Regions from separate parts of the Triticum aestivum genome. Here region 2 is linked to region 1. Evidence: chromatin contacts called from public Hi-C data. All regions are on one chromosome and are shown on one strand. The core of a region is the stretch at or near the end of the contact, and the rest is flanking DNA. Distances in the headings are between cores, read along the strand shown. Region 1 holds the start of LOC123097959 (LIM domain-containing protein WLIM2a). Region 2 holds the start of LOC123097960.

The links. A called contact is a pair of places that touch in the nucleus more often than the background predicts.
Region 2: a Hi-C map of leaf shows a contact between it and region 1, with 5 times the contacts expected there. The contact joins the promoter of LOC123097960 here to the promoter of LOC123097959 in region 1. A contact is called at or near these places in 2 of 5 Hi-C or Micro-C datasets (both in leaf) and 1 of 1 datasets of contacts at active chromatin or transcription factors (leaf).

What each region holds. Positions count from the first base shown.
Region 1 is chr4D:366,307,826-366,315,213 of IWGSC CS RefSeq v2.1, forward strand. LOC123097959 (LIM domain-containing protein WLIM2a) reads right to left here and starts at 4,315. Exons shown (of 5, transcript XM_044519822.1): 1 at 3,909-4,315; 2 at 3,494-3,599; 3 at 3,374-3,411; 4 at 3,191-3,280; 5 at 2,357-2,808. The coding sequence starts at 4,040. The coding sequence ends at 2,560. LOC123097958 (OVARIAN TUMOR DOMAIN-containing deubiquitinating enzyme 3) reads right to left here. Exons shown (of 8, transcript XM_044519821.1): 5 at 7,278-7,383; 6 at 7,146-7,200; 7 at 6,776-6,829; 8 at 5,487-6,069. The coding sequence ends at 5,932. LOC123097957 (cytosolic enolase 3) reads left to right here. Exons shown (of 10, transcript XM_044519818.1): 7 at 124-222; 8 at 309-544; 9 at 1,418-1,615; 10 at 1,757-2,118. The coding sequence ends at 1,831.
Region 2 is chr4D:366,687,562-366,694,949 of IWGSC CS RefSeq v2.1, forward strand. LOC123097960 reads right to left here and starts at 3,828. Exons shown (of 25, transcript XM_044519823.1): 1 at 3,412-3,828; 2 at 3,264-3,323; 3 at 3,080-3,172; 4 at 2,475-2,703; 5 at 1,887-1,993; 6 at 1,701-1,763; 7 at 1,302-1,402; 8 at 746-840; 9 at 495-515. The coding sequence starts at 3,681.

The DNA.
Region 1 (7,388 bases), core at 3,065-5,564:
CCGTATCTAGACAAATCCAAGACAAGTAATTTGGGACAGAGGTAATATATTGTAGGCTATTGTTAATTAGTCTTACTATTTCCGCGAGTTAACTTCCCTGCTTGCTCATGCATCTCTTTGCAGGAAAGAAATATGACCTGGAGTTCAAGTCTGCAAAGAAATCAGGGCAAAATTTCAAAACTGGGGACGATATGATTGAGATTTATAGTCAACTATGTTCAGGTATCACTTGTTTGTGGATTTACATATTCTGGGAGGCAAATCTTTTGACTTCATGAACCTTATATTTCCTCTTTTTTGTACACTAGAATACCCACTTGTCTCCATTGAACAGCCCTTTGACAAAGATGACTGGGAGCACTCGAAAAAGTTTACCACCCTAGAGCTATGTCAGGTACCTATTGTGCTTTTTATTTTCTATTTACTGTCAGGAGCTCATGCCATAATGCATTTGCAGGTTGTGGGAGACGACTTACTGATGTCAGATCCTGAACGCATTAAGCGGGCAGTAAATGAATATACTTGCGACGCTCTTACTCTCAAGGTAAGTCACAAATCATTCATTTGTTTATTGATGTTTATAAATTTGCTGCTTTGTTCAAGTTACTGGGACCGCCGGAGGCTAACAATACCACAGACTCTGGAATTAGGCATTTTTTTTAAGCTGGAACAAGACGCAATTCATTTTGACTAACCACAGCAATCTTTGTGCCTGGATACTCAGTGTGGTTCTTTGTTTGATTGAATGCCGCTCATTCGGAAATTCGCTTTGGCACATGGGAGCGCGCGCTCCTGCCACCAGAAAAAATATTTCAAAGTGTGAAAAAATTGGAAACAAAAATTTGGTGATCTCGACATTATATGTGTGCACGTCAAGTTTCGGAGAAAACCGACATTTTTTGTGGCTTGTGTAAAAAAGACAAAAAGATGTCTTGTGAAAAGCACTTTTTAACACCGGATTTTGTCTTTTTCACACGCGACACATAACTTGTCGGTTTTTCACGAAACGACTTTGTGAGCATGTACAATATCGAGATGTACGCGCCAAATTTTTGTTTGGAATTTTTTGACATTTCAAAATACGTTTAAAACACATTTTAAAAACCAGGAGCGCGCGCTCCCGTGTGCCAAAACACCACTCTCGCCGCTCCTTCCATTTTGTGCCTATTATTTTGCATGGCATGATTTGAGTTTAAGGGCATTTACAGACAATGCGATGTAGTACCTGAATTCACGAAGATGAGCAATTAATAATTGAACTGATTGTAGGCACATAAGGTTGCAAGAGCCACATGATTGCACATGTAGTACTTGCCTCCTTGATTCTTCCTTGCTCTCTTGATTTCTGTAACTGTCCAGGGATTCTCTGTTTCATGTACCTTATTATGTGTTTCCTTTTCTTATCATGTGTATGTAGGCAAGTCAAGTGGGCACTGTCACTGAGGCCATAGAGGCTGTGAAACAGGCAAAGGATGCTCATTGGGGTGTGATGGTGTCACATAGGTCTGGGGACACAGATGATTCTTTCATCGCCGACCTGGCTGTCGGTGCAGCAGCTGGACAGATCAAAGCCGGTGCCCCCTGCCGTGGAGAGTGCCTCACGAAATACAATCAGGTTTCTGTTGAATGCTTGCTGCCTTTTATGTGAATACATGCACCGAAGTATTGGTCTAAAGTCATAGTACCATAGTCATTCTAAATATCTTCTTAATTTGTCTTGAGTGGTCTTTGATGACTGTGTGCATTGTGTTTGCAGCTTCTAAGAATAGAGGAAGAATTTGGAAGCGAAGGGGTTTACGCTGGCGAAAATTGGAGAACTACCGCGAGCTGACTCGTGGCTCACTGGATTCCGTTGATGCAGTCCGGGGGGTTTCTGTAGAAATGTGTTTTGTGCTGGCTCAGCAAAGGCAAGGAAAGAGGGTAGCTTAACAAACTGGGGAAACTTTCAGGCACACATTTCTTAGGTGTAGTGGTTGAACTGCAGGGACTTTACTTTGAGAGATGTTGGGCTATGCCTTTTTTCCCTTTTCATTTATATGTGGTATGGAATGGATCGTGCACAAGATACATGAATTTGAGAATGGGTTTGAAGGAGTAGAGTTTTTCATTTATACAGTATACACAGTTCCAATGTACTCCAGTTTTACTTTTGAAGTTCTTCAGATATACGTAGTTAGTCCAAAGTGTTTTTTCTACTGAGAGCAGTTTGCGTGAGCTCAGCTTATTAATATGGTAGAAATTGTGGAACAGTCGAGCAAATATCAAACCAGACAGCAAAATGGTGTGCTGAAGTATCGAAGCACCGAGGCACACAAGGAACTCCTTATATCAACGAACAGAAAAAAGCACACGGTACTTGATGCACAACAATTTCTTCCGAAATGACATTCAACTCCATGGTTCAACAACGTGATCGAGCTAGCCACATATGGGGACACGAAATATGGTCCTGGTATCCCCAGAGCTAGAACACAGCACACAGCAGGTTACAATCGTAAAAAAAGAGCAAGGCTTTCCAAACTTTCGCCCTCAAAGCCCACTTTAAAGATGACAGCATAATCAGGAGGATTCAGCAGCCGCCGGCGCTGTTTGTGCTGCCGCCTGGGCTGTTTGCGCCTCTGCTGCGCGCTTGACCGATGCGCACTTGATCAGATGGTTGTAGCTCCCCTTCTCCTTGAAAAGCTGGGAGAAATGGTGCTTGCAGTAGAGGATGCCTTCCAAAGCCGCGTAGTTGGACGGCGAGAGGGCGCAGCCTCCATGAGAGCATTTGAAGCAGGACTTGTGGTAGGACTTCTCTTCAACTGTTACCTGCAAGATTTGGTTTAACAACTAGGCATGAGACATCTGCATGTTCTGGAGGCTTGAGGATATAACTGAAAAGGAAGTTGATGATTCAAGACAATTATGACGGAAGTTGGCTGCCTAAAAGGTACTACCTCTGTTTCTAAATGTAAAACGCTTTTGGCAGTTTAAACTGAACTGCCAAAACGTCTTGTATTTAGGAACAGAGAGTGCAGTACAGATCATTATACAGAGGTGCAAGTAAATATCGAACCAATCGACAGTTTTCACATTCCGAAACATCAATTATTTCGTGAAATGACAGAATTCTGATACATCTTAGCTAGCTATGCTGACGCCTGGGTCACGAAACAAAACAAAACAAATATGGTATACTCCGTGATATTACCTTCTCAAGAGGGTATGCTGTTTTACCACAAGTGGCACACTTGTCCTGTGTTCCCGAAAACATGCCCGCAGCTTTGCTTGGCGATCTGGTCTGAAACAGCACATTTCACATAAGACTAACGGAATCGCACGGCAGCAAAGAGACAAGACGCATATAGAAAGAGGCAGGCTATATGGTACAGACCAGCTCAGGAGTCAGCTTCTCCGTTGCAGATTTTGCGGCTGAAAGAAACAAAACCAAGGATCAGGACAGATTTAATCAAGAAAACAATAGTCACTTTTGTCATGCTGACTGAAAACCTACGTGATTGTGATTGGAAGCTCTTGTTGTAGCTCCCGGTCTCCTTGAACAGCTGCGCGAAATGGGGCTTGCAGTAGGGCACCCCTTCGAACGAGGAGTAGCTGCTAAACTGCCAAATAGCAAAACAAGATGTCCAGACAGATTGTTATTTCTCTTGGTCTTGTTCTTACCAAGCCAGAAAATGCGAATTGGACAAAGTCATGATCTCCTATCCTAGGCACACGATTCTGACAGGAATCCAAGCGCCAGATCCGTGCGGCAGAGCAATCCGCAGATCTGACATCGCATTTCATTCTACAGATCCGTCGACCGTTGACGTCCATCCAACGATCTTCTTCTTCTCGCGTTGTCTCCCGGAAGTAAAAGAAGAGGAGGAGAGAGGGAGAGGGATAAGAGAGCGAGAGGGGAGATGACATACGGAGAGGGTGGACTTGCAGTGGTGGCACTTGAAGCAGGCGCGGTGGAAGACGGCGCCGTCGGTGGAGAGCTGGTCCATGGGGTACACCGTCTTGGTGCACACCTTGCACTTCTGCTGCGTCCCGCTGAACATGGTCGCCGTCGTCGCCGCCGATCTGATCTTGGCCTGGTTGATGTGACGAACACCCCACGAGCGCCCCAAATGGCCGCGTAGGACGCGGCAGCGGATGGATGGATGGAATTATGGCGGTTTCTTGAGGTGCGTGGGGGGCGGCTCGCTCGATCGGGCCGGCTCACAGTTGCCGCGGCGGAAAGAAAAAGGCAACGCACAAACGAAGCGAGGGGGGAAGGAAAGGAAAGGGAGGTGAGATGAGATGAGATGAGGGTGAGGGGCCGCGCCAGTGCTCTGCTCATTAACGAATACGCAATTAATTTTTACAGCCTTTTGTGCGAGTGGTGTGCTCCGCGCACGAACGTGCCTCCGGCTGCACGGCTGTACTGTAGGTGGGCCCGGGACCGCGCGGGGACCGGATGTCAGCGGGAGTGTGTTTGGTGGCACGCGGCTCTGGGCCTGACTGGCGCGAGAAGTGCAGCAGAAGCAACGACTATTATCCCTCAAAGAAAAAAAAGCACAAGCAACGACTACTAGTATTCGCATCGATGCGTGGGGCCCGGTGGTCAGCCCCTGCGACGGGGAGAGGTGAGATATTCTCTTGGGCAATCTGTTTTTATTGGTTATATATATACTGGCATCTTAGACTCAAAAAGAAAAAAGATTATACTCGCATCTGCTCCTTCCGTTCATTGTTATAAGGTGTTTTAGATATTTTAATACGAAGTACATACGGACTAAAATGAGTGTACAAACCTACTAAAATATATCTATATACATCTGGTTCAGAAAAAAAAAATCTTATAATGCAATAGTGAATGGAGGGCGTACGTATTATTTTGATTTTTTTAAAACAATTTATTATTTTGATTTGAAGGAGGAATATGTAGTGCGGGGGAGGGGTGGCTCTGCCGCAGCGGCGAGCGGTGCGGCCCACGTCGGCCAGCTCTTTCCCTGCTGCCTCGTCGGACCACTCGGCTTGTTCGCATTTGTTTGTCTATATTTATATTTGTGCAACAAACAGCGCACTGCGTGAGCATTAATTCCTGCTACGTATTTTATTGCGGTGCGAGAGGACAAGGCCGTGTTTTTATTGCATGCACAAGCTAAGCTCGGCCTACTCCGCCTAAACGGAAGAGACTGAGGCGTGGGGCCGGGCCGTTTAGGCGAGTGGGGCGGTGCCAACTGTGCAAGCACGCACGGCGGTGACCAGCTATGGCTTAGCAAACGGATTACTATTGCTCATTTATTCGCTCGTGCGTGCTTATACGGGCAGGATACAGCTCAATTTCGTAACGCCCGGTTCAAGCATGGTTAGGAGCATACTGGAATGTGCCCGTAACAGCCATCAAATTTGTTCACTGGGCCGGACGGTACCCCTAATAAGCTGATAGTACTACCAAACACGCCCGTACAGCTCATCTAAGGAAGATATCATTCCGGCCAGCAGTGCGTTGCAAAATGATATACCTAATAACCATCACATACTCACATAATGATTGGATTTGAAGCAAGTCCAATCGTCAACCACCGAGTGCGAGTGCGACCAACGCACCATTATTCTGCCCGGCACCAACCGGAAACGCAATCAACAACTCCACGGCACCACGCCAACCAAATCACTGCCACTGCCAAAACAGCATTGCACCATGCAGCAGCACATAGTTAGCTCGCGTGGCGCTATCATCAGGTCAGTGCTAATTCTTCTAGCTCCAAATCCACAAATTCCCCAAATGCCCATGACTGTAATCGACGAAACAGCTGTTACAGCATCGTAACTGACAAGCAGGAGCATAGCAGGATCGAAGGATGTAACCATGGAAAGTAAACGGGGCATTTGTGCATGCGCCACAGATGGGCGGTGGCTGCCGGCATTCTGATACTTCATCGGGGCAGATCTCATGTGCCCATTTTATATCAGCAAATCATAATGGTTCTTCCCACTGTATAATAGTCTCACCGGCACCCGTTTCTTCCCCTCTTTCGAGTCTTTGGTAAACTCCAACCCATACTCCGCAATTGGGATGAACCCGTTGCCCCGTCCGCGGTACTGTTGCACAAAAAGGGGCAGATTAAGTTCGAGATGAAGCGAGGAAAATGGTGAGAGGCACCGCGTCAAGCATAACATACATACGAGGCCATCAAAGCAGAACGCTCAAACATGATTGCAGTGAAACAAATAAAATGGTGCAATAATCCACACGGTATTTCCAATTTTGGAGACAAGTTGGATTTAAGCATCGAAAAAAGGTAAAAGGGAAGGTATTCAACAATCTTTCAAACAGTTCGATCTGCACTTCGCAAATGCCTTTCCAATTAATTATGCCTTCAGAACATCGGACCAAGGAAACAGAAATCAAAATGCAGTTTAAATTTTCAACACCCATTCTGAAGGAAACTTTAGGCAGATTGTCTAGTTCCAACCAGAGTTTTATTTTTTTATTGAATTAACAGGAAATTTGGCTAAATATTATCAATTGCTAGTACACGTGCCTTCCGATTTGATCAACTATTATCATAGTACGATGCAATGCCCATAGTGATGATGATGATGGTGTTCTTAAAGTCACTATTCTACCAAAACCCCTTGTTCAGTTTTTCTCTCTTATCAGTTGGAACAACTATTCCATTGATTTGTTATGAGAATCGCTTCCATCATGTCACAACCATATTATTAAATATAGATGAAGTTTTATTATCCTTCTCCACTCTGCACACATTATAGATTCATCATCACCTAGGGCAGTTGAATTTACCTCACGCTCCGGAATGTAAATAATGATTGGTTGCCGACACAGTCTAGACAAAACCTGGAAAGAGGAGATCCCAGATGAAAATCATATGTGAATGAGCCATGTATACAGATACAAAAATTTAAGCAACAACCAACAAATACAATATCAATCTACTCGGAAAAGGGTGGCCTACTTTAGAACATCCAGAAGTTAAACAAAAGTATATTTTTGACTTTATCGCGCTAAAAGGGAAGAATGATGCATGAACTGTACTACTTAAAACATAAAATGACTGTACGTGCGAGTCGGATGTTCTCCAGATGTAATTTGTCGAATAACTGATGCCTATATCAACTATGCATGTTAACTTTTAAAACCATCAAATCCATACCAAGAGTTCTGACTCTCCACCCCAGAAATCAGGTCGCCTTATCCTTTGGCAGTAGCTACAACAGCAGGCATAGCCGTTAGCATCTCTAAGTTAATGACATCGAAGTAAATAAGAAAGCTATGGGAACCTAACCGTTTCAAAGATTCATCCACTGTAATAGCTATAATCGCCTCTTCATACTTTTGACGCTCGGTTTGGTTATCACATATAACCTCTTTCACTGCCAGCCGTAGGTCGTCTAGG
Region 2 (7,388 bases), core at 2,578-5,077, 380 kb after region 1:
TAACATGTATGCAGTTATCCAGAAAATAAAATTCCTAGCACTACCTGTACTTTGAATACAGAAGGAGTATCAAGAAATATTCCCTAAAAAGGAAAAAAAATCAAAAAGTATTTGCGGAAACTTAATTCTTCAAACTAAGATAAATTCAACTATAACTGCAATTCTTGAATCGTACAGGCACACAATAAAGTTATCAATTACTCCCTCTCTGCTTGAAAAGAAGGCGTATAAGTTTTGTCTTAAGTCAAACAGTGCAAAGTTTGTAGAAAAAAACTATCAAGAACAACAATACTAATTTGTTATTGCAGTTGTTGATAGTTTTTTTTTTCTGTGTGTATAAACTCAGTCACTTTTGCACTGTTTGACTTTAGACAAACTGTATATTTGTTCTTTTCAAGCACGGAGGGAGTTTTACATAAGCTGAAAGACCAAGCGTATTTATGTTCAAATCAAAAATCAAAACTGGACTAAAAAACAAGGATAATGAAGCATACCACCAGGTTGTGCGTTTTTGCCTGCAAAACATCAAGTCATACATGAGAGTGAGAAACTACAGAACTAGCATCAAACCAGATGAGTTAGAAATTAACTAAATGTACAAATATTAACTGGAATTTCTATGTTGACATCTCTATTGTTGCCCACTTTTTTGAGCATATATCATTCTAAATTATAACGATGTATGGCTTTTATCTTACCAAATAAAAATAGAAATTTCAAACAATTAACAGCAGCGAAAACTAACCAAGCGCCATTGCAACAGAGTATGGATCTCTAACAGCAATTTCTGAGATTATTGACAAGGCATGCCTCACTGCAACTGGGTCAGAAAATTCAATCCTGCAGTTGTATCACGCCGATGAGAACAAAATGACAGTTATGCAGCAGCATGTTCCTATTAACTACTATTGGCAGATGACGATATGCGACAGTACTATCATGTCTGTAAATTCATTGCAAAAGCAGACAGTTTTCTGTACAGATAGACAGCAAATTAACTCTTAATTTTGGCACATATGTTAAAAGATAATAAATTTAATACAGAAATAGAACAGAACATAATAAAACAATAAAAACATTAACTACATGAGTCATGCATCATTCTTCGTTTCTCACAAAGAGATACTATTGCAACCAAAGAAAAGAATCATGAAACAATGCTACAAATCGTCAAATCTATTTGTGTCCATGTGAAGCACCAACCTCTTGGGAATTCATGGAATAAAAACAGGTGCAAAAATGAATACAAGATGGAAAATAAGACTAATTTATCTTCCCAGAGACAATAAGGTTATACTCACCCTTGGACAGCTCGGTGCAGAAATGCTGGATTACCAGGATCAAGTGGAAGTCTTCTCAGGGCACTTAGAGAAGCATATTGCAAGTTACTTCGTAAAATAGACTGCCAAATTGATACAAGAAAAACATAAGGATAGCTCGCATTCATAATAAGGAATCTCAAAATATTTGAAGTCCTGCCATCATGTTTGTTGTTATTTAGCTATATAAGGTAGAAAAAGTGTCAGATGAGGTATAATGAATAAATGTAATTACTAAGTTTTAGTGCCCATCATTAGGTTAGGAAGGTACATAACGGGAATACCCCTGCGCCTCTTTGAGAAGGGTTGGGTGTATATACCCACACAAAAAGTACTTAGCAGTGTATAAATTAAATGCACACTCTTGGATCCAACTAGTACCTCCTTATCGCCACCTTGCTTGGTAAATATCCCTTTCTTCCGTTTTTGTTTAGTATCTGCGACCTGAAAGCATCCAAAATATATCATAAAGAGAACACTTGTGAGCTTTCTAGCCAGAGTCCAGGGACACTGAAAAGGAGCTCAAAGAAGTACAATGTTGGCAGTTGGGGGACTTGTATAACGAACCTTTTCCAAAATGCCAAACACAATCTCACTAAGCTTCTCCAACATCTCGGAACTGCTTGTAGAAGAGGAGGTTAGGGCCTTCAGAGCCGCAAGTCTCCGCGCATGAACTTCAAATATCAGAATCCTTAAATTAATAATTAAGCACAATAAAAAATCATTTGCCACAACTTGAAATGAGAAGGCAAAAGGCTGAAAACATTTGGTTGACATAAATATTTCTTTTTTTTGTGGATCCTAACATGAAGATATTTGAAATGCTTCTTTGGTCATAAAATAGATGGCCAGTATGCCTACTTTCAATTAAGACGTTGCACAAACTTGCTCGGTCATAAGGTGCCATTTTTATTCAGGACATGATTACCAAGAATATGGAATTCCAACTACGCCTCTGCAAAATACCTCCATGAGGAGATCGGTTTCCAAAAAGTGAGGTCATAGGGTTTGAGAAAAATAAACATGACTAATTTTGGTGCAAATGGGGAACAGCACCGATGAAATATTGGTAATCAGTAGGAAAAAGCTGTACCAGGGCACAGATTTTGCATGCTATGATTTGATGTACACTGAGATCACAGTATAGAAGCTTACACTCAACATCGTCGCTGGTGGATTCTGCTGAAAGCTGATCAACTATTCTGGGCACAACATCTGCCCGAGTCACTCCTCCAGCAACATCAATGTCCGCAAGAGCATCCCAATTTGGTGTGGGGATTCCACCAGCAGCACTTAAACCCTGGGAGCCATTATCTGACAAAATTCGTGCAAGATAATAGTACACATAGCGCAGAACATTTCTGTCCTCACATTGCTGATGGAGCTGTAAATACAGAAATAAACTTGATGTAAGAGAAAAGGTAGCTGAAGTAAAACAAAAACATTAGGCTGATGTTAGTATAGACTACGATAGGTATCTAGTTTCAGTTACAACTGAAGACACATATTTAAGTATCATGGCAGAATTATGGGAAGGGCGCATTTCTTTTCCTTTTGTGAGAATGGAAGGGCGCATTTCCCTTTGTACTAATTAAAATGGATGTCTATGAAGAAATATGGAGGCTGATTTCAGTCTTAGAACACATATTCTGAACTTGCCGGGAGTGGGCTCATTTCCCTTTGTACGAACTAAAGGGGATGCCTATATAGGAATATGGAGGCAAAGAGACAGCTACGGCACTAAAAGATGGCATACTTACCATGAGAAGAGATGGAGCCACCGAAGGATCCACAGAATTGTACACCGCGAGCTTGGGGAACACACTGTTCACGAGCTGCCTCTGGGATTTTTTCTGTACAAAGTAGTGCAGCAGAGAGCAACTTAAGCCAACAGATCCAAGCTCACGACACGCAATTCGATTCAACCGAAGCAGCACAACGAACCTGGTCGCACGTCGCCGCAAGCTCGTGGATGCTCCGCGCCAGCTGCGAGTACGAGACGGGCTGCAGAGAAACAGAGAGTTCAGCATGAGACCGGAATCAGAGTGCGTAGAGCGTAGAAATGAGGGACGCAGCGGCGTAGGAGACGAGCCTTCTTCTTCCGGTTGCGCTGGGGGAGGGCCTTGACGGGGTTGAACGCCTTGGCTGCTGAGATGGTGTCGCTCTGGATCTGCATCAGGGTCGCCCTCTTCGACTTACGATCCGCTGGCGCCGGCGCCGGCGGCGGGGCAGGCCTCCCAAGCGAGCCGCCGCCGCCCGAGGACGGCTGCTGCGACGACGCCCCGGCGGCCGGGGCGGCCGACGGATCCGAGGTGATGAGATCCATCAGCGTCGTCCCGGAGGAGTCATGCCCGGAAGACATGGCCGCGGGCGTGGCGGGCTCGCGGCCGTGCTAGTGAGATCTCCGGCGAGCACTGCGGTCAGGGTGGGGAGCAATTGGAACGGTGAAGTGCTGCGGAGAGGTGGCTGCTGGATCGCTGGATCCAACCGCCAATTTGGATTTGGTGGGTGCTGTGTGCTGGTCTAGCTGGCTGGGCTGGTCCGACCGAGCCGGTGGTGGGAACGACCGACGTCTTGCTGACCTTCGAGACGGACGCGGTATTCGTTTGCGGATGCGTACGGACGATTTCAAACCGAATTTGAACAAGCCGGATAAATTACATGCAAACTACTCCCTCCGTTCCTAAATATTTGTCTTTCTAGAGATTTTAACAAATGACTATATACGAAGCAAAATGAGTGAATCCACACTCTAAAATATGTCTATATATATCCGTATGTGGTAGTCCATTTTGAATCTCTAAAAAGACAAATATTTAGAAACGGAGGGAGTAAATGATTTTCATCTAAATCGAAGTACCTCATTGCATTTTCAATGGCCATGTCCCATGTAAATTAGACCCGCAAAGTGAAGATGTGATACGTTTATTTTGCATCATGTTTTCCTACGGTTATTTATATTGTTTTAAAACTACTTTTAGGTGTCATTCTAATGCATTTTCTCTCTTAAACTATAAATTTTATCATAAAAAAGAGATTGCCTGCAGCTGGAATTCTGGATCTGAAAAGAGGTACAGCAGAGATAGCTTAGCTATTCTACGGAGTTTCAAATGGCCTGAAATTTAACGGAGATTTATTTTAAAATACATAAAAAAGAATACTGGAAGAATAATCACTATGAGGGGACCCACCAGTGAGCCACGCCACCTGAGCTTGTGGGCCCATCAGCAGGCCTCTGTGTCCCATCTTCTCATATATGAAGCCATTTGCGCTAGAAAAAATTAAGGAGATTTTTGGGATAAGCGCCGCCGTCTCAATACGAAACATTGACATTAGCACTTTTGCTCTCCGGCGGAGCGATTCCGTTGGAAATACTTTCCTTTGGGAGGGGGAATCGAAACCTTCGTCATCACCAGCATTTCTCTCATCGTGGGAGGACTCATCTTCATCAACATCTTCACTAACACCATCTCATATCCAGACCATAGTTCATCTCTTGTATTCTATCTTTGTCCAAAACCTCATATTAGTATCTGCGGTTTGCTAGCAGTGTTGATTACATCTTGTAGTTGATACTAATCGGTTTATTTGGTGGAAGATTACATGTTCTGATTGATAATCATATATTTATCTACTCTGGTTATGAACACAAATATGATTTGTGAATAGTTCTGTTTGTTATTGAGGACATGGAAGGAGTTTTGTTATAAGTAATCATGTGAAGTTGGTCTTCGTTCAATATTTTAATAATGTGTTATGTTGTTCTTCCTCTAGTGGTGTCATGTGAACGTCGACTATATGACACATTACCGTGCTTGGGCCTAGGAAAACGCATTGTGGGATTAGTAAGTAGATGATGGTGGGTTGTGAGACTGATATAAACTTAAACTCTAATTTATGCACTATTTCGTAAGGGGCTGATTTGGATCCATATGTTTCATGTTATGATTAGATTTATATTAATTCTTCTTTCGTAATTATGGATACTTGCAAGAGGGGGTAATCATAAGTGGGTTGTTTTTCAAGTAAGAACAGCACCCTAGCACCGGTCCATCCACGTAAAAATTTAACAAAGTAGTGAACACGAGTCGATGAATCGTGATGAACGTGACTAGACGAAATTCCCATGTGTCCTCGAGAACGCTTTGCTCACTATAAGTACTTTCGGCTTGTCCTTCGCAATAAAAGGATTGAGAGACCTTGTTGCACCTTGTTGCTTTCGTTATTTGTTACTTGTTATCAATTATCCTGTTATCAAACTATCTATTACTACTACTTTACAACACTTGCAGATAATACCTTGCTGAAACCGTTTATCAATTCCTTCTACTCCTTGTTGGGTTCGACACTCTTACTTACCGAAAAGACTACGATTGACCCCCTATACTTGCCGGTCATCAAGACTCTTTTCCGACGCCATTGCCGGGGAGTGACGCGCTTTTGGTAAGAGGAAATTGCTAACGCTTCGTTTGGATGTAGACATTCAAGGGCTTGGCATTGTATTGGCTCCAATGCCAAATACTCAAGACATTGGTATTGAGCTTCAATGCCAATATTAGTGTTTGGATGTTTAGGTATTTCATACTTGGAATCCAAGAGGAGCAACAATGCCAAATCTTGTTTGGATGGTCAAGTATTGTATTGCAGTTTGCACATCTGTGCCTAGAGGGAGGGTTGATGAAGTCGTGCAGCTCGTAGACGAAGGCGAGCATAGAGATAAGCGGGAGCACCAGCGCAACCTTCGCCGTGAATACAAGCTTCCATGTGTGGCCTGCGTCAGTGCTGACTGTCGACATCTCCGCCGCGTTCGCGCTAGATCGGCCCCCGCTCCGCCTATGCCCCCGCGCTCCTCGCTGCCAGTGTGGGAGCCGGTCGTTGCCTCCATGTGACGAGCAGCAGGCCTTCGACCCCTAGTCATCCAGCGTCGAGCACGGCTACGCCGGCGGCAGGAGCGGGACCGCTGCGCCCATCCCCGATTCCCCATCCAAGACGTTGCCCTCGGCCTCAATTTGTCGGATAGGCTGTCGGCCTGGGATTCGCTTCGCATCGCCGTCGATAGGAGAGAATGAAGAGGAGTGCAGGAGACACACTGCCATGTGCCGCCGTCGAGGATTTGCTTCTGTTTACTCCTACTAGCGAAGGGTTACGCGAGGCGAGCGAATACAGAGGTAAACAGAGGGGTTCAACTCTGAATTGAGGATCGCGCGAGTGTTATCGCTGGCCGAGAGATATTCAGCTCGAATGCCACGCCCGAATGCCGTGACCATCCAAACAGCGATATTCGGGCTGCCGAATACCAAATCCTAATTCTGGGGCTCAATATATACATCCAAACGGAATGTAAGGAAACATTTATATTATGTGCTAAATTTTATCTTCTTTAAGTGCATCTAGTGCCACCCTTTATTGGTTTTGGAGTATTGATGACAAACTTCGTCAAGGGACTAATGTGTTTGTGAGATTCACAGGAGAACACAAATAGAAGTCCTTGGAGTTTTGGTTTACCCATCAAAGATGACCCCTAAAAATGTATGAAGACATTGAAGACAATTTGGAATGCGAAGAGTATTGCCTAAAGAAAATGGAGTGTGAAGACATAGTCTTTGGTAGTTTCATTTTCTTCTTTCTTAAGTCATAGGAATCACCGTACTGTTAAGTGGGTCGAAGTAAACAAAGTTGGAAACTGACGTGATGCTCAACCTAAAATCGTATGTCTTTCAGCGATGACAATAAGAGAAAACCTCTTCCGGAGTTGGTTGAGTCAGCTTTGCTTGTAGCCCAAGCCAAGCTGTCGCGTGTGTTTGAAATCCGACCGTTATGACACCTAGCTACCGTTGGCCATTGGCCCAGGGTCAGATCGGTCATATCATGTTGGGTTGCCTCCTGTCTATAAATAGCCACCCCATCCATCATAAGTTGGCGGCCGCTCCGAGCTATTGCACAACTTTTATCGTTTGAGAGCAACCCACCTCCAAAACCTTTGAGAGAAATTTCCTACGAGGAAAAACACAAACACCTAGAGCCCAAAGTGATTGAGCATCACTGAAGACATTCTGTTCTGAGTGAACT